2 separate regions of the Mus musculus genome follow, and region 2 is linked to region 1. A link is a contact called in public capture Hi-C data. All regions are on one chromosome and are shown on one strand. The core of a region is the stretch at or near the end of the contact, and the rest is flanking DNA. Distances in the headings are between cores, read along the strand shown. Region 1 holds the start of Rabep1 (rabaptin, RAB GTPase binding effector protein 1). Region 2 holds the start of 4930544D05Rik (RIKEN cDNA 4930544D05 gene).

Evidence for each region. Capture Hi-C pulls out chosen DNA fragments and counts their contacts.
Region 2: a contact with region 1 is called in a capture Hi-C map of macrophages, with 2.6 times the contacts expected there. The contact joins the promoter of 4930544D05Rik here to the promoter of Rabep1 in region 1. A contact is called at or near these places in 6 of 39 promoter capture datasets (the C10 cell line, embryonic stem cells, hematopoietic stem and progenitor cells and 2 more), 1 of 484 Hi-C or Micro-C datasets (bone marrow-derived macrophages) and 3 of 9 other capture datasets (adipose tissue, liver and macrophages).

The regions. Positions count from the first base shown.
Region 1 is chr11:70,842,063-70,849,405 of GRCm38.p6, reverse strand. Rabep1 (rabaptin, RAB GTPase binding effector protein 1) reads right to left here and starts at 4,645. Exons shown (of 18, transcript NM_019400.3): 1 at 4,398-4,645. The coding sequence starts at 4,431.
Region 2 is chr11:70,611,578-70,618,920 of GRCm38.p6, reverse strand. 4930544D05Rik (RIKEN cDNA 4930544D05 gene) reads right to left here and starts at 3,027. Exons shown (of 4, transcript NM_001145537.1): 1 at 2,917-3,027; 2 at 2,617-2,817; 3 at 2,316-2,523; 4 at 2,031-2,163. The coding sequence starts at 2,982. The coding sequence ends at 2,123. Chrne (cholinergic receptor, nicotinic, epsilon polypeptide) reads left to right here. Exons shown (of 12, transcript NM_009603.1): 2 at 26-168; 3 at 252-296; 4 at 402-511; 5 at 611-766; 6 at 1,216-1,316; 7 at 1,574-1,774; 8 at 1,852-1,966; 9 at 3,146-3,260; 10 at 3,335-3,521; 11 at 3,607-3,713; 12 at 3,793-4,038. The coding sequence ends at 3,948. Mink1 (misshapen-like kinase 1 (zebrafish)) reads right to left here. Exons shown (of 33, transcript NM_001045964.1): 27 at 7,192-7,335; 28 at 6,550-6,684; 29 at 6,340-6,440; 30 at 6,106-6,255; 31 at 5,855-6,014; 32 at 5,627-5,766; 33 at 4,439-5,292. The coding sequence ends at 5,209.

The DNA.
Region 1 (7,343 bases), core at 3,396-5,895:
AATAAATAAATAAATAAATCTTTTTAAAAAAAAAAACAGGAACTGGAAAGATAGCTTTGCGGTTAAGAGCACTGATTGCTCTTGCACAGAACAGGATTCAATCCCTAGCACTCACAAGGTAACACATAACCATCTGTAATTCCAATCCCAGGGATTCAATCCCTTCTGGCCTCTGTGGGTAAAAGGGACTGACATATGTAGGCAAAATATGCATACACAAATAGTAAAAAAATGATTAAAATAATGAAAAACAAACAAATATCCCATGCATGCTACACACCTGATGGAACAGTAAGAATGAGGCAGAGATATATATAATACAAAAACAGACAGTATCTGTCTGATCTGGTAAACAAACCTGAGGGCCCTGGCATCAGAAGTTGTGTGTTTAACTCCTGACTCTCTAACTTACATGTTCAATTTCTCTGTGCTTCAGTTTCTTCATCTAGGAGCACTAAGTTACAATAACACCCACCTCACTAATGTGAAGATTTCTTGAGACAGTACTTGCAACAGTTATGGCATACCACACAGCCATATGACCATTTACACACATACATAATAATGATTAATAAAGTTTAAGTGAGATAAGAAAGTTGTAGGTCTGTGTATGTAATATGTATCTATTTCAGGGATTAAAAGTAACACGTCTGGGTAACTATGAATAAAAAGCAGAACAGAAATCTCAACTCTGAGAAATGGGGAGAATACACTTCTACTTTTTTTTTTTTTTTTTTTTTTTTTTTTGGTTTTTCAAGACAGGGTTTCTCTGTATAGCCCTGGCTGTCCTGGAACTCACTCTGTAGACCAGGCTGGCCTCAAATTCAGAAATCTGCCTGCCTCTACCACCCAAGTGCTGGGATTAAATTCATGCGCCACCATGCCCGGCCACACTTCTTCTTCTTCTTCTTTTTTTTTTTTTTTAAGATTTATTTATTATTATATCTAAGTACACTGTAGCTGTCTCCAGATGCACCAGAAGAGGGTGTCAGATCTCATTACGGATGGTTGTGAGCCACCATGTGGTTGCTGGGATTTGAACTCAGGACCTTTGGAAAAGCAGTCAGTGCTCTTAACCACTGAGCCATCTCTCCAGCCCCACACTTCTACTTCTTAAAATACCTTTTGTTCTACTATATTAAAGCATCAATGAAGTGCTGGAGAGATGGCTCAGCTGATAAAAGCACTGGCTGCTCTTCCAGAGGACACTCCCGTTCAATTCCCAGCCACAACCATCTGTAACTCTAGTCCCAGGGGAAGCAGATGCCCTCTTCTGGCTTCCAAGAGGACCAGACATGCACATGCTACACACACATATAAGCAAAAACATTCATGTACATAAAAATAAAGTAAAAGCATCAATAGGGGTGCTCTGCAATGTTTTGAAACTAGCATATATGATGAAATGTATAAATGAAGTTAAATATAGCTATACCATCAAATATTTATCATTTTCTTTATGGGAAAACATTCAAAATCCTTTTTTCGAACATAAAACTTTTGTTTAATTATTTATTTATGTATATTGCATGTTCTGTCTTCTTGTATGTCTGCATGACAGAGAGGGCATCACACCTAATTACAGAAGGTTGTGAACCACCATGTGGTTGCTGGGAATTGAACTAATGTCCTCTGGAAGAAGAGCCATTGCTCTTAACCACTGAACCATCTCTCCAGCCCCACATTCAATTTCTTATGGTGGGATTATACAAAAACAAAAGAAAAGGCCAGTGGCATCACTCAGCATGTAAACATGAGTGCTATTAAGCCCAATGAGTTCAATTCCCAGCGCCCACATGATGAAGCGAGAGGACCAACTCCCAAAGGTTGTCCTCTGACAGCCACACACATGCTCAAGGCATGTACACAAGCACACACAAATAAATGTCATTTTTAAAATTTTAATTTTAATGAAGTAAAATCAGGACAAATGCTTCTAAAATGTAGTTTAGCTTAAACTGAAATCTGAGAGTTTTTATACTTGTCTTTGAATTCTCAATGGAAAATAACTTAATTGGCATCCATCAAAGTGCTCCATTAAAACTAAAACCTTCAAAAATTATGAAATAAGAAAAAAAGGTTACATCTTGTCTTGCCAATTATACACAAAGCTCCTTTTTTTTTTTTTTTTTTTTTGATTTTTCAAGACAGGGTTTCTCTGTAGAGCCCTGGCTGTCCTGGAACTCACTTTGTAGACCAGGCTGGCCTCGAACTCAGAAATCCACCTGCCTCTGCCTCCCAAGTGCTGGGATTAAAGGCATGCGCCACCACTGCCCAACAAATCTACTCTTAATATGCCTTAATATCCTCATGAAAAAAACAAAGAAAATATGTCAAAAAGAAAAAAGATTCGGCACTGCTTCTGAAATGACGGGAAAGCGGACGAAGCAGTTATGTTTTACTGTTGGTCTGGTGCAAAGGAATTTTCCAATAATTTTGTTTTTTAACTCAGCAGGTCTAAAAAATTCAAGTGCGCTTCTAATTAAAGTTGTCAATATGAACTCAACTAAAGAGAACAATTAATTCCGCAAGATGAACTTGTAAGCAGACATTGGCACAAAGAACTCAAACATACCAAATTCTCTCCCCTTTCATGAACTGATAGATACCTTTGTCCATTTACATTAACGTATACTTAAAAATTTTACTTAATCTCATTCCATAGTCTTAAATTTTGAAAAATAGGAAGTAAACCTGCACTGAGAATAGCAAGAACATGAGATTCCTCAAAGCTAATGTTTTCCTCGCTTCTGCGAAGTGCTTAGTCACTTCTGCCTATTTGCAGGGAAGACCATTTCATATATTGAAAGAGGCAGGAAATTAAGAGTCCAGACTCATGTCACCTGAGTTGTCCATGGAAAGCAAAGGAAGGCAGCAGCCAGTTAAGCATACCTACCAGAAGTCAGAGCTTTCTCTGTATTCTGCCTCTGTCTGCAGTAACAAGGAGGGTTTGTAAAGTTTTCCTCCCTGACACCAAATACAAAAGGTGAGAGTTAAAAGAAGGTCCAAAAAACATCCCTGTTTCCTGACAGCCCACCAGAAACACCTCCCTTCTCTTTATTGGAATAGAAACATCGAGCAAGTTAAAGTCTAGGCTGGACATTACCCCTTAGGCAACTAACAAAACCCAAAACTAGAGGCTAACAATCTTTAGAGAACACTTCCCAGAGAGCAGCAAGAGTCTCAAAATCTGATAACATTGTTTCCAGTTCCCCTACCGCAAGAACAAACAGAGGTTTTCACAAAAGATCATTTCAAGAGACTACTCTTGGAAAAGGCCAAGAACCTCCTGAGCCAACCACCACATCCCAACATTCTACTTACAGGTAAAGATGCTAAGCACAAAAGCCAATTAGAAAAGTACACCTGAAAGAACTTTCCCAACTAGATACAGTAAGATCTTGCCAAGGACGGAGCACATTCTTTCCAAACATAACTCCCGGTTGACGACAACAACACCTGAAACAATGTGGTCAAAACTCTGGGGCAGAGCTCAGTCGGTTTAAAGGTCATAAAGGGTTCTAATAACCATCATGGCTTATTTAGAACAAGGCCCTTTTTTTCTTCCAATATGAGCATTATTAAGACAGTCTGTCCTGCACGTCTAAGTCTTGGCTACTCAGGAAACTGAGGCAGGATAGCTCAGGAGTTTCAGGTCATCATGGTCCACAAAGTGAGACCCCATCGCTTGAACGGTAGAGACGGAATGGAGAAGACGATTGACTCCTCGATTTCGGCCCACTCGAGCACCTTTTCATCCCTAACACTCTCGAAATAATACTAAACTATCCTTTTACAGATGAACGTTGCCATCTTTATCGCCTGGCCCAAGACTTGCCCATCTTTCTCGATAAAGAGACATGAATCAAGCGCTCTTCGTTCGTCAGAAACTGAGGCCCTAAGAGACTAAGATATGAGCCCGGCCTTACCATGAAGCAACACAACCACTCAAAAGAATGCTACCCAATGCTTAGGATCACAGTTACTTTTACAAGTCCGGTGCAAAGAGCGCTGGAGCGTGGCCTGAGGAGGCGGGAGCGGAGGTGGGGCGAGAGGGCACACGGCCACTACCAAGGCGAGGGCTCGCGTTTTCTTTAAGGAATATAGCACATGCTCTCCATTTCCATCCTCCCCACCCGAGGAACCCACGTGCTGATCCCACCGCACCTTCCTCTCCGCCGGCTCCCTCCCTGCAGCCTCCCCACGCCCTTCCCCGCGGCCGCCCGCGCGCGCCTCCCTCTCCCTCCCCAGCCCGGCTGCCCCAGCACGCGTCGCCCGCGCGCCCCCGCCTCCAGTCCGTGGGTCACCCCCGGGCCCGCGCGCGTGCCCTTCCTGCCCCCAAGGGCCCCCACGACGCTGCGCCGGGCAGGCCGCGCCCGCCATGGTGGGCGCCTCACCGTCAGGCTGGGGAGCCGGGCCCGGCTGCGCCATGGCCAGTGGGCGGCCTCGGAGAACGGGGATGGGCGGGGAAGCGGCGTCCCGGGATGCCGCGGGCTCAGCTGGCGGAGGAGGCGTCGACCGAGCCGCGGCCACCGCCGCCCAGGGAGGAACCGCTAAGGCTGGAGCCGCCGGCGCCGCCACAGCCTCGGGCAGAGACGGACCGGAGCGCCGACCTCCGCCTCCTCATCCTGACAGCGGGAAATAAGCAGTGCGCAGGCGCGGGGGGATGGGACGGCACGTGACGCTGGCCTAAGGGAGGGGCGGGGCCTCAGGAGGGAGGGAGACCAGGGAGGAGGGGTCCGGGGCCTGGGAGCCAGAGGGAGGCTGATGAGAGAGCTATGGGTGTTGGAGACTGGCGGCTGCAAAGACGAAGACTGTGCAAGCTCTTGGCTCCCAGGACACAGACAAAAATATCAAGCTGAGTGAGGAGACCCTGGGTGCACGCGAACCCAGCCGCTACTTTGCCTAGTTGTGTGTCCTTGAGAAAGTCCCTTAACCTCATAACCTTGAAAAGTAGAGCGGCTAAGAAAAGTTTAAATGAGGATATAAAGTAGGAAGAATTGTTATGGCCAGAACTTGGTCTGGTCCCCAGATGTGCAAGCCAATGCACTTTTTCCATTAAGCGACTATGTTTGACTTTAACGTGATCAGCCCAGAGAAGCTGTTGGAGATACAGCCAGACGCAGTGCTTGCATTCTTGACAGGAGAAAGTGCCACCCTTCTGCCTGGGCAAGAGAGCCATACGGAGACTCCAGACTTTCCTTTCCAGCCTCATTCAGACCTTGCTGCCTTCCTAGGGCAAGGGGTCTACACAGTCTGGCACTTCAGGACCAAGTCCACCTGCCTTCCTATGAGCCCAGAATTCCCTCCCTGGGTAGCTGAAGCTGTAGTCTCTCATTTTTCTATAAGACAGGGTGTAAACGTTTCTCAACGTGCCAGAGGGCAGCTGCATTTGGAGGAGGTGGCACAGCACTTACACATTTGAGCTGCTCTGTGTGTTCACAGATCCTTCGTGGTGCAAGACAGGTGAGGAAAGAAGGAAGACAAGCAACAGACCAGGAGCCCAGCCAGGGCTTACGCTCCTCTCACCAGCTTATTCAAGTGCACATACCCCCAAAGGCCAGGGATCTATGCTAGTCTTTTTTTCTCCCTCCTGCAGTCCTGGGGATTTAACCTTAAGCATAGTAGGCAAGCACTCCACTACTCAGCTATAGCAATAGTTCTTGTTCTGTTTTTTTAATTTTGAAACACCCTCTCCCTAAATGGCCCAGGTTAGCCTTGAGTCTGCAATCCTGCTTCATCCTCCTGAGAAGCTGAGATTTCAGGGTTGGACCACTACTAGGTCCTACTTTTTCTTTTTCTTTCTTTCTTTCTTTCTTTCTTTCTTTCTTTTTCTTCTTCATTTATTCTGATTCTAAAAGTTCTAAGCTCAAGTCTGCTCCAGAGTCACTGCAGATGCCTACATTCAAACCATAATAGTCATTAATGGTTTGACTTTAGTCAAAGTAGAAGACTAGGCTCTAGTAAGGTTCACAGTTCTTTGGAATGGTTTATAATTTTAAATAGGTAGTCATCTGTTTGTACTTTTGCCTGAGGTCCCACTAAGATGAAGGGGGGTTATATTTAGACTTTTAAGCAATTAACATCTCCTGGTATGCCTTTGACAGAACAAATGAAGCCTGTTTCCACCCTCCCCCTGGTTTCTAACCTTCCTGAGTGAGCAAATCCTCGCTCAGCAGGGAGACCTTTGGCCCCAGTAGGGCCACTCAGTAATCATCTGTCCTGTTGCAATGACTGAATAGGAAGCAGGAGCCATAAAGATAGCAGATGGCGATGTCCTCCACAGATGGGACTCCTTCCACTGACTGTATACCGTACTTATTGCCATTGGTAATCAGGATTGCAACCCGGTCCTCAAGACCAAGGTCACTCAGAAATGATCACACATCTGGTAGGGACTCTCAGAGGCCCCTATGTCAAAAGTTGGAAAGGCCATTTTGAAATAAGCAAAGAGTACCAGAATTATATACATTTTCATATTCATTTAATTTTTTTTTTTAAGACAGGTTCTCATGTAGCCCAAGCTAACTTTGAATTCCTGATTCTCCTACCTCCCAAATGCTAGGATTACAAATCCAGAACTTTGTGCCTTCTAGGCAAGTGCTCTACCAACTGAGCTATACCCCAGTCCCATTTCATATTTTTTATGTAAACCCTAAGACCCAACAACCAGATGCCATTCCTAGATATGTACTAGAGAAAACTAACGTATGCTCAAAGCCTTCATTAGCTACAGAAGTTGTAATTCTCATTCTGAAGGAAATCAAGAAATAAAACATGAAATAATTACTTGTCAATTAGATTGTATGTGAAAGATAAGACATACACAAGAATATTTACAGCAGTATATTTCATTATACAGCAAATAAATGGCCCACATATTCATCAACAGAGATGATTTTGTTTTGTCTTGTTTGGTTTTAGTTTTGAGACAGCAAAACTGTAGCCCAGGCTGGCCCCAAACTCTCACCCTCCTGAGTATGGTGAGTACAGGTATACACGACTACATCTGACATTTAAATTTGTGTGATGTGTGATATATTTGTGTATATTTGTTCACACGTTTTCGGATACATGTGTGTACTTGTGAAGGTCAGAAGTCTACCTCAAGTACCTTTCTCAGTTTCTCTCCACCTAATTTGTAATAGGGTATCTCTTATTCTATGACAATATCATAGCTGTAAACAATGTATCTTGGTCATATACACCCCACCTCCCCCTTTCCACTCAACCCAGGCACTCCTTTAGGGCTCCCTCCCCACTTTATATCATTTCTCTTCTTTCTTTCTTTCCTTTTTAGTTTACTTTATATGCATAAATGTGCACCAAATGGGTGCCTGGAA
Region 2 (7,343 bases), core at 1,778-4,277, 230 kb after region 1:
ATGACCCTTTCTTCTTGAATCATAGGCAGAAGCCAGGGAAAGAATGAAGAGCTTAGCCTGTATCACCATCTCTTCGACAATTATGATCCAGAATGCCGGCCAGTTAGGAGACCTGAGGACACTGTCACCATCACCCTCAAGGTCACCCTAACCAACCTCATCTCACTGGTAAGACCTTCCCCCAATTCTAATCCTATACCCTCACTTCTACCCCCTAACTCCTGGCTTCAGCAGGCTTCTTTCTGTTGTAGAACGAGAAAGAAGAAACTCTGACCACCAGTGTCTGGATTGGCATTGTGAGTCAGACCTGGGGAGCAGTGGGAGGGTCCCCAGCCAAGCCCCTTCTCTTCTGCCAGGTGGGAGCCGGAGAGCACACACTCTCTCTCGCCCCCACCTCTTAGGACTGGCACGACTATCGGCTCAACTACAGCAAGGACGATTTTGCAGGTGTAGGAATCCTCCGGGTCCCTTCAGAACATGTATGGCTGCCAGAGATTGTTCTAGAAAACAAGTGAGGATCACCCAAGAGGGCAGGCTGCAAAGGGAACTGGCTTTGGGGGATTTGGTTGGTGAAGGAGGTTCAGACATGTGAAAAGCTTGGTTTCCACAGTATTGATGGGCAGTTTGGAGTGGCCTACGACAGCAATGTTCTAGTCTATGAGGGAGGCTATGTGAGCTGGTTGCCCCCAGCCATCTACCGCAGCACCTGCGCAGTGGAGGTCACCTATTTCCCCTTTGACTGGCAGAACTGCTCTCTCATTTTTCGGTAGGAAGAATCACTTCAATCATGATATTGAGAAGGGCCTAGAGCAGGGGACAGGGCCTGCTAAGGAGGGATAGGTGGGGTCTTCTTTGGAAGGTCTTTGGGAAGGAGTTGGAGTGAGGCACTGGAGTGAAGGGGTGGGAAGCTGGTGTAGGTTTGCAGTAGGCGTGGGCACAGGTTTCTTGCTGCCATCTTGTAGTTTGAGCGCATAGTCGCAGCTATTCCCCAGGAGGAGTCTGAGGCATAAAAATTACTTGAGTCCAGGAATCCCTTGGATAGCACGGTAAGCCCATCAGCAACCCAAAACAGAACAGAAAAGGAAGCAGGATTGGGAACGCGCTGGGGAATGTGGGCAAAAGAAGAGAGCCATATTACCCTGCCAGATTGAAGCTTCCAGGGTGGAACTAAGATGGCTGCCAGCTTCTGGGGTAAAGACTGGCCCTGTTTCACAGCTCCCAGACCTACAATGCTGAGGAGGTGGAGTTCATCTTTGCCGTGGATGACGACGGCAATACCATCAACAAGATTGACATTGACACGGCAGCTTTTACCGGTGAAGGGATATACCCCCTTTCCAAAAATTCTTCTCCCAGATAAGGTTCAAGGGGGGACGTTCAGGGTAGGGCTTGGCCTGAACCACACAACCGGAAGCTGAGCTTCTTGAAGTCAGTCTAGATGTGTTGTTTCCACACCCCCACCAGAAATGCCCCTCTCTACCATTCTGCCCCCGTGCTAACAGCCCAGGTTTCAAGCAGCCCTCTTGGCCTGGAGTTGCAGGTGTGCGGGCTGACTGTGCCCTATGTCCTGCAGAGAATGGAGAATGGGCCATAGACTACTGCCCAGGCATGATTCGCCGCTATGAGGGAGGTTCCACAGAAGGTCCTGGAGAAACTGACGTCATCTATACGCTCATCATCCGCCGGAAGCCGCTTTTTTACGTCATTAACATCATTGTGCCTTGCGTGCTCATTTCTGGCTTGGTGCTGCTCGCTTACTTCCTGCCTGCGCAGGGTAAGGGGTGACCCTGACTCCTGAACCCCAGGCTGGGCTTGCTCCCTGGCTTGCCTCTCACAGCTTGCTCCCTCTAGCTGGTGGCCAGAAATGCACGGTCTCTATCAACGTCCTGCTAGCCCAGACTGTCTTCTTGTTTCTAATTGCCCAGAAAATTCCAGAGACTTCTCTGAGCGTGCCACTGCTGGGCAGGTAATCTCAAAGTGGATCCCACAGAGATAGGGGCATGCATGGAGAATGTAGCCAAAGAAGGCTTGCATAGGGACCTGGTGTTGTCCCGTTCTGGACTTTTATTTGGACACAGGGTTGGACTGGGACAGTGATGGATTATCTGTTCCCCCATTCTCCTCACTGCTGCTGGGCGACACCTTGAGGTTTCCCGAGTCTCTCTGTTAAGAGGACAGTATAGTTCAGCATCTCCTTAATCATACCTCCTCTGACCCATGTCGCACCCTTTATCCCAAACGCACCGGATCCCCAGGGACCCCAAGGCCCAGTTGGCATAGGGTTTGTGGCAGAGATGAGGTAGACCCGTGCAAACCTCGTCCACACAGGTACAACCACGCCCCCTGGATCAGGTACCGGGCACTTGCGCCAGCTGCCGTTCCAGCTTGCCGAATCCCCTGCCCTGCGGCCAGGGCTACACGGGCCAGCGCCCTACCAGGATCCCCAGTGTCTGGGGCTGGGCCTGGGCAGTCGTTGCCGCCGTCCAGTCGCTGCACCTCCTGCTGCAGCCACAGGGCCGAGATCTACATTGGGGCATATGGGCTAGAGGTCCTTGCTTTTGTTGGCCTAGCCCTCTCCCCCTTTTATTCCCATCCCTCAGCCTCCCAGAGCAGCACCTCTAACAAGGTGGCTCCAAAGCTCATGATGCTGGCTGCAGCTTCTCTTAGCACCAGCCCTAGGGTGGCCTTCTGGGTGGGCGACTTGTCGGATTCCAGGGGGTCCTGGGACTTAAGCTCTCTGAACCTTTGCACCAGATATTCGTGAGCTGCGGCCACAGCAAGTTCCAGGGAAGATAGAAGTGGAGGCTGTAAGGCCACCTGGAGGAGCAAGGGTAGTGAGTGGAATGATCACATGGAAAGGGCCATAGCAGGAAGAGCTGGGGACCTCTCCAGATTCTGCCATTCTAATACCCTCACCTCGGTGGAGCTGTGGAAGTGGTAGACCCACAGCAGGGTGTCCAAATTGCTGGGAATCCCCTTCATGTCCGCAACAGATGGTATATGCAGAAGGGCCAGGACAATACTGGCATCGTTGAGGAGGATCAAGAAGTAACGCCACCAGCTGTGCGGAGGTGGTATTTGTGAGGTAGAGGGCAGCTAGTGCCTTGTTTGTGGGGTGCTGTGACATCAGGCTTCTGTATATCAGGTATCTTATATTCGTCATGGTGGTTGCCACGCTCATTGTCATGAATTGCGTCATCGTGCTCAACGTATCTTTGAGGACGCCAACGACTCATGCTACATCCCCTCGGCTGCGCCAGGTAAGCGCTGGTTGGAGAAAGTACTGCCCAGGGGTGGGAAGCGGGCTTGGAACCTCTCTCTGCCCCGGCTGCAGATTTTATTAGAGCTGCTGCCGCGTCTCCTGGGCTCGAGCCCACCCCCAGAGGATCCCCGAACTGCCTCACCAGCGAGGCGTGCCTCGTCTGTGGGCATTCTGCTCAGAGCGGAGGAGCTCATCTTGAAAAAGCCGCGGAGCGAACTCGTGTTTGAGGGTCAGAGGCATCGGCACGGAACTTGGACCGGTAAGCACTGCTCTTGGGTCAAAGGCATACACTCGCCGTTAGGGACGCTCTTTTAATGACCTAGCGCTTGCTGTTGCCTTAGCAGCAGCCCTCTGCCAGAACCTGGGTGCTGCAGCCCCAGAAATCCGCTGCTGTGTGGATGCTGTGAACTTTGTGGCTGAGAGCACAAGAGACCAGGAAGCCACTGGAGAGGTGGGTTGGGAGGTTGAGGCGGAGCAGTGCTAGATGCCCCGCCCTCCAGGCTCCTCCCTCGCTAAGCTCTCTCTCACAGGAACTGTCCGACTGGGTGCGTATGGGGAAGGCCCTGGACAATGTCTGTTTTTGGGCAGCTTTGGTGCTCTTCAGCGTTGGTTCTACTCTCATCTTCCTTGGGGGTTACTTCAACCAAGTTCCTGATCTCCCTTACCCACCGTGCATCCAACCATGAGCCTGCACTGGCACCCACCTCTCCCCCACCCCCCAAGAAAGAGATTTTGAAAACAGGCCGCTGACAATAAATCTGGTTTGTGAACTTGCAGGAGGGGTTGTGTGGTCATGTGGGTGGGTCCAACTCCTCAGGGAAGTAGAAGATGGGTGGGTGGTTTGGTCAGGCACTTGGAGGCAATTGGTTCAATTTTGCTCTTGGCTCCTTCTAACCTAAAGAATGTTTATCTAGTTGATAGCCAATGAGGTTTTTACAAGACCCAGATATAGAAACACTGAAGCCAGAAGTCTGGCCTGGCCCTGCTGGGGCTGGTAAAAACTATTCTCAAAGGGTCCTACCGTGTCAGGACTGATCCCTGGCCTATTCATCCACCTTACTTCGTCTCTATTATCACAGTAACTTCACAGAGCCTAATGCCTTTCCTCTACCCTCTGCATTCTCAACTCTCAAATCTCTCCAGGATTGAGAGAGAACAATAGTAGGATCTCAAAATGGTGGAAGCTGGTTGAATTGTCTTTATTAACAAAGGGGATATATCCAAGGCCACTACATTGAGAAAGGATACAGGAGGGAGAAGGGCTACTTGCTGCTCACACTATATACAGATGCAAGCAAGGGAGGATAAAGGCTGGGAGCTCTGAGCTCTCTCCTTCTAGGGAAGGGGAGAGGCTAGAAGGGGTGGGAGTGGGGAGGAAAGGGGGGAATGTTTTGGCTATGGGGTCCCTCCTCCATTCCCTGGGGGTTGGGGGGGAATCATTAAAGTGCTTTCAGAAAATGAGGAATGGTCCCTGCCCCTGGAGTGGCTGGTGACCGCCCCGCCTCCAGAACCCAGGGCCCAGTGAACACCCCCCCCCCAGAGTCTGGTACATTCAAGGGGGGAGCCGGCTCCCCTGGCGTGCAAATAAAGGGGTCAGGGCCCTGCTCATTCAGCAGCAATGGGGTAAGGGGTCCAAGCCCCAAGCGCTCTCCTCTTCTGTGGAGAAAAGGGGAGGAGCAAGTCCCACTCAATTCCTGGTAAGGGGAAGGAAGCTGTGTCATTCCCCACAAGTTGGGGAAAGGCACAGTTTTGAGAATGTTGGGGGAAAGGGTGGTCACGTGATCACGAAAGCTTCAGGGATATGAGGTCACGTTCCCAGCAGGCTCCAGTGAATCAAACCAGTAAAAGCAAAAGCCCAAGGGGGTGGGAGGGCAGGGGCGGCCTGGGTAGTCTGGCTGTGGGAAGAGAGCTGGGTCCATGTGGGGAGCCCCAGCCCAGGGGCCTCGTCACCAGTTCATGATGCAGTTACGGTTCAGAGTCATAAAGTAAACTTGGCTGCTTCCTCCAGAGCGGACAGAGGCAAAAAACACCTGAATAAAGTAGAAGAGACATCACCAAGGGCTAAGTGTGTGTGTGTGGTGTGGGGGCGGGGGGGAGGGGTATGCTGGGAAGAGAGACGAGGTTGACACTGGGGGAGAGAGAGGAAGTGAATGACACCTGTTTCTCTCTATCCCCAAGGAAAGGCAAAAAAGTGTTACCAGGTCCCTGGGGTAAAGGCAACAGAGCCCACAGGGAAGGAGGGTGTGGCTCTGACAGCTCAGAACAGCAGAACCATTCCAAACCCCCAGATGCCTGCCCAGAGCAAGGTCTGGAGAGGCAGCCCATCCCCTGGGCTAGGCTCCTTTCAGAGATACACTGCCTCACCTTGTCATTGCGCTCACACAGGAACTTGAGCCTCTGGGCTCGTTTGTGCATGAAGACCCCATCTAGGTGGCCTGTCTCCACAGAGCGGATCTCTATGGCCTTCTCACCCCAGCCCATTATCTGGTTGGAGCAGATGTAGGCTGAAGAGAGAAGATGGTGGAAGGGCTGTAAGGAGGTTTCAGTCCTAGTCACCTCGGAACAAGCAGCTTGGGGTGGCTCTTCACTTACCCACAGAGGTGGGCATCTCTCCCCACTGCAGCACCACATCCTTGATGATCCGCCCGTAAGTGTTGACATAGACACCCTCATCTTCATAGCACAGCAGCATCTCCATGCCATCAGTGTTGGGGAGGAAGATGATGGCGTGGGGTGTGATCTGGCTCTGGATCTAGGGAGAAGAAGGTGGACTGGGTGGGGTCCTCATGTCTGATGACCAGAATGGGTTGGTCTCCCTCGCCCCATAGCCCTGCTAAGCTCACATGTACAGGGATGTAGATGTCATAGCTGTTCCCAGAATCAACATCCACAGCATGGAAGCCAGCACTGGAGCCATAGATGACCTTGAGCCGCTGTCCCTCCTCTACTGTCAGGTCCACCAGTAGAGGGCGGTGAGGGAGGTCAGCAAAGGACTGTGGAGGAGAGAAGGCTCAGGGAAGACAGGTGCAGGAGCGTTCGGAACCTGGGAACATACTGGTGGCTGAGGCGGGGATTACCTTGAAGGCCATGAATTTGTGGTAGGGTTTGGGAGCCCAGGCATAAACCTCCACGGAGTTCTTCAGGGCAATGACCAGGAACTTAATCCGTTCATATTTCACTGGAGGGCAGGAAAGGGGAGACGCAGTGACTTCCACTGTCAGCTTGAGGATCTCAGTAGTTAGCCCAGACCTTGCTGCTCCCTGGCTACTGTGCTGTGGCATCCTCACCAACACGGTAGTGGCCGCAGCCCTCCATGTCCCCCACGGTGGTCCACCCCTGCTTCTTTTCCACCTCTGGGTCATTGTGTAGGATCTTGTTCCGAAGCCAGGACAGGTAATATACCCGCAGTTTGTTCCTTTTCCCTGTGAGATGGACAGACATATGTGGACACATAAACACTTTTTTTTTTTTTTTCAAGACAGGGTTTCTCTGTGTAGCCCTGGGTGTCCTAGAACTCACTCTGTAGACCAGGCTGGCCTCGAACTCAGAAATCCACCTGCCTCTGCCTCCCAAGTGCTGGGATTAAAGGTGTGCGCCACCATGCCTGGCACATAAACAGTCATTTTTTAAAAAATATTTATTTATTTATACACTGTACGCTGTAGCTGTCTTCAGACACTCCAGAAAACGGCATCAGATTTCGTTATGGATGGTTGTGAGCCACCATATGGTTGGGATTTGAACTCAGGACCTTTGGAAGAGCAGTCAGCGTTCTTAACCGCTGAGCCATCTCACTAGCCCTAAACACTCATTCTTATCAAAGGCCCAGTTCCTGCTTCCCACACTACTGTCTGACCGAGGTTGTTCTCCTCCCAGGATGAAGATACGCAAGCAATTAAGCCCCTTGTCCCCAAACTCCATACACACACCTGAGATGGTGATGAGCAAGTTGAGCCCTTCTAAGACATCCATTTGCTGGAAGCGTCGTCGCCCAATAAGTCCATACACCTTGCCCTGCCCACTTCGGTCCAGCAACATCAGCCCATTCTCTGTGCCCACTAGGAGGTTGACCCCTGCAACG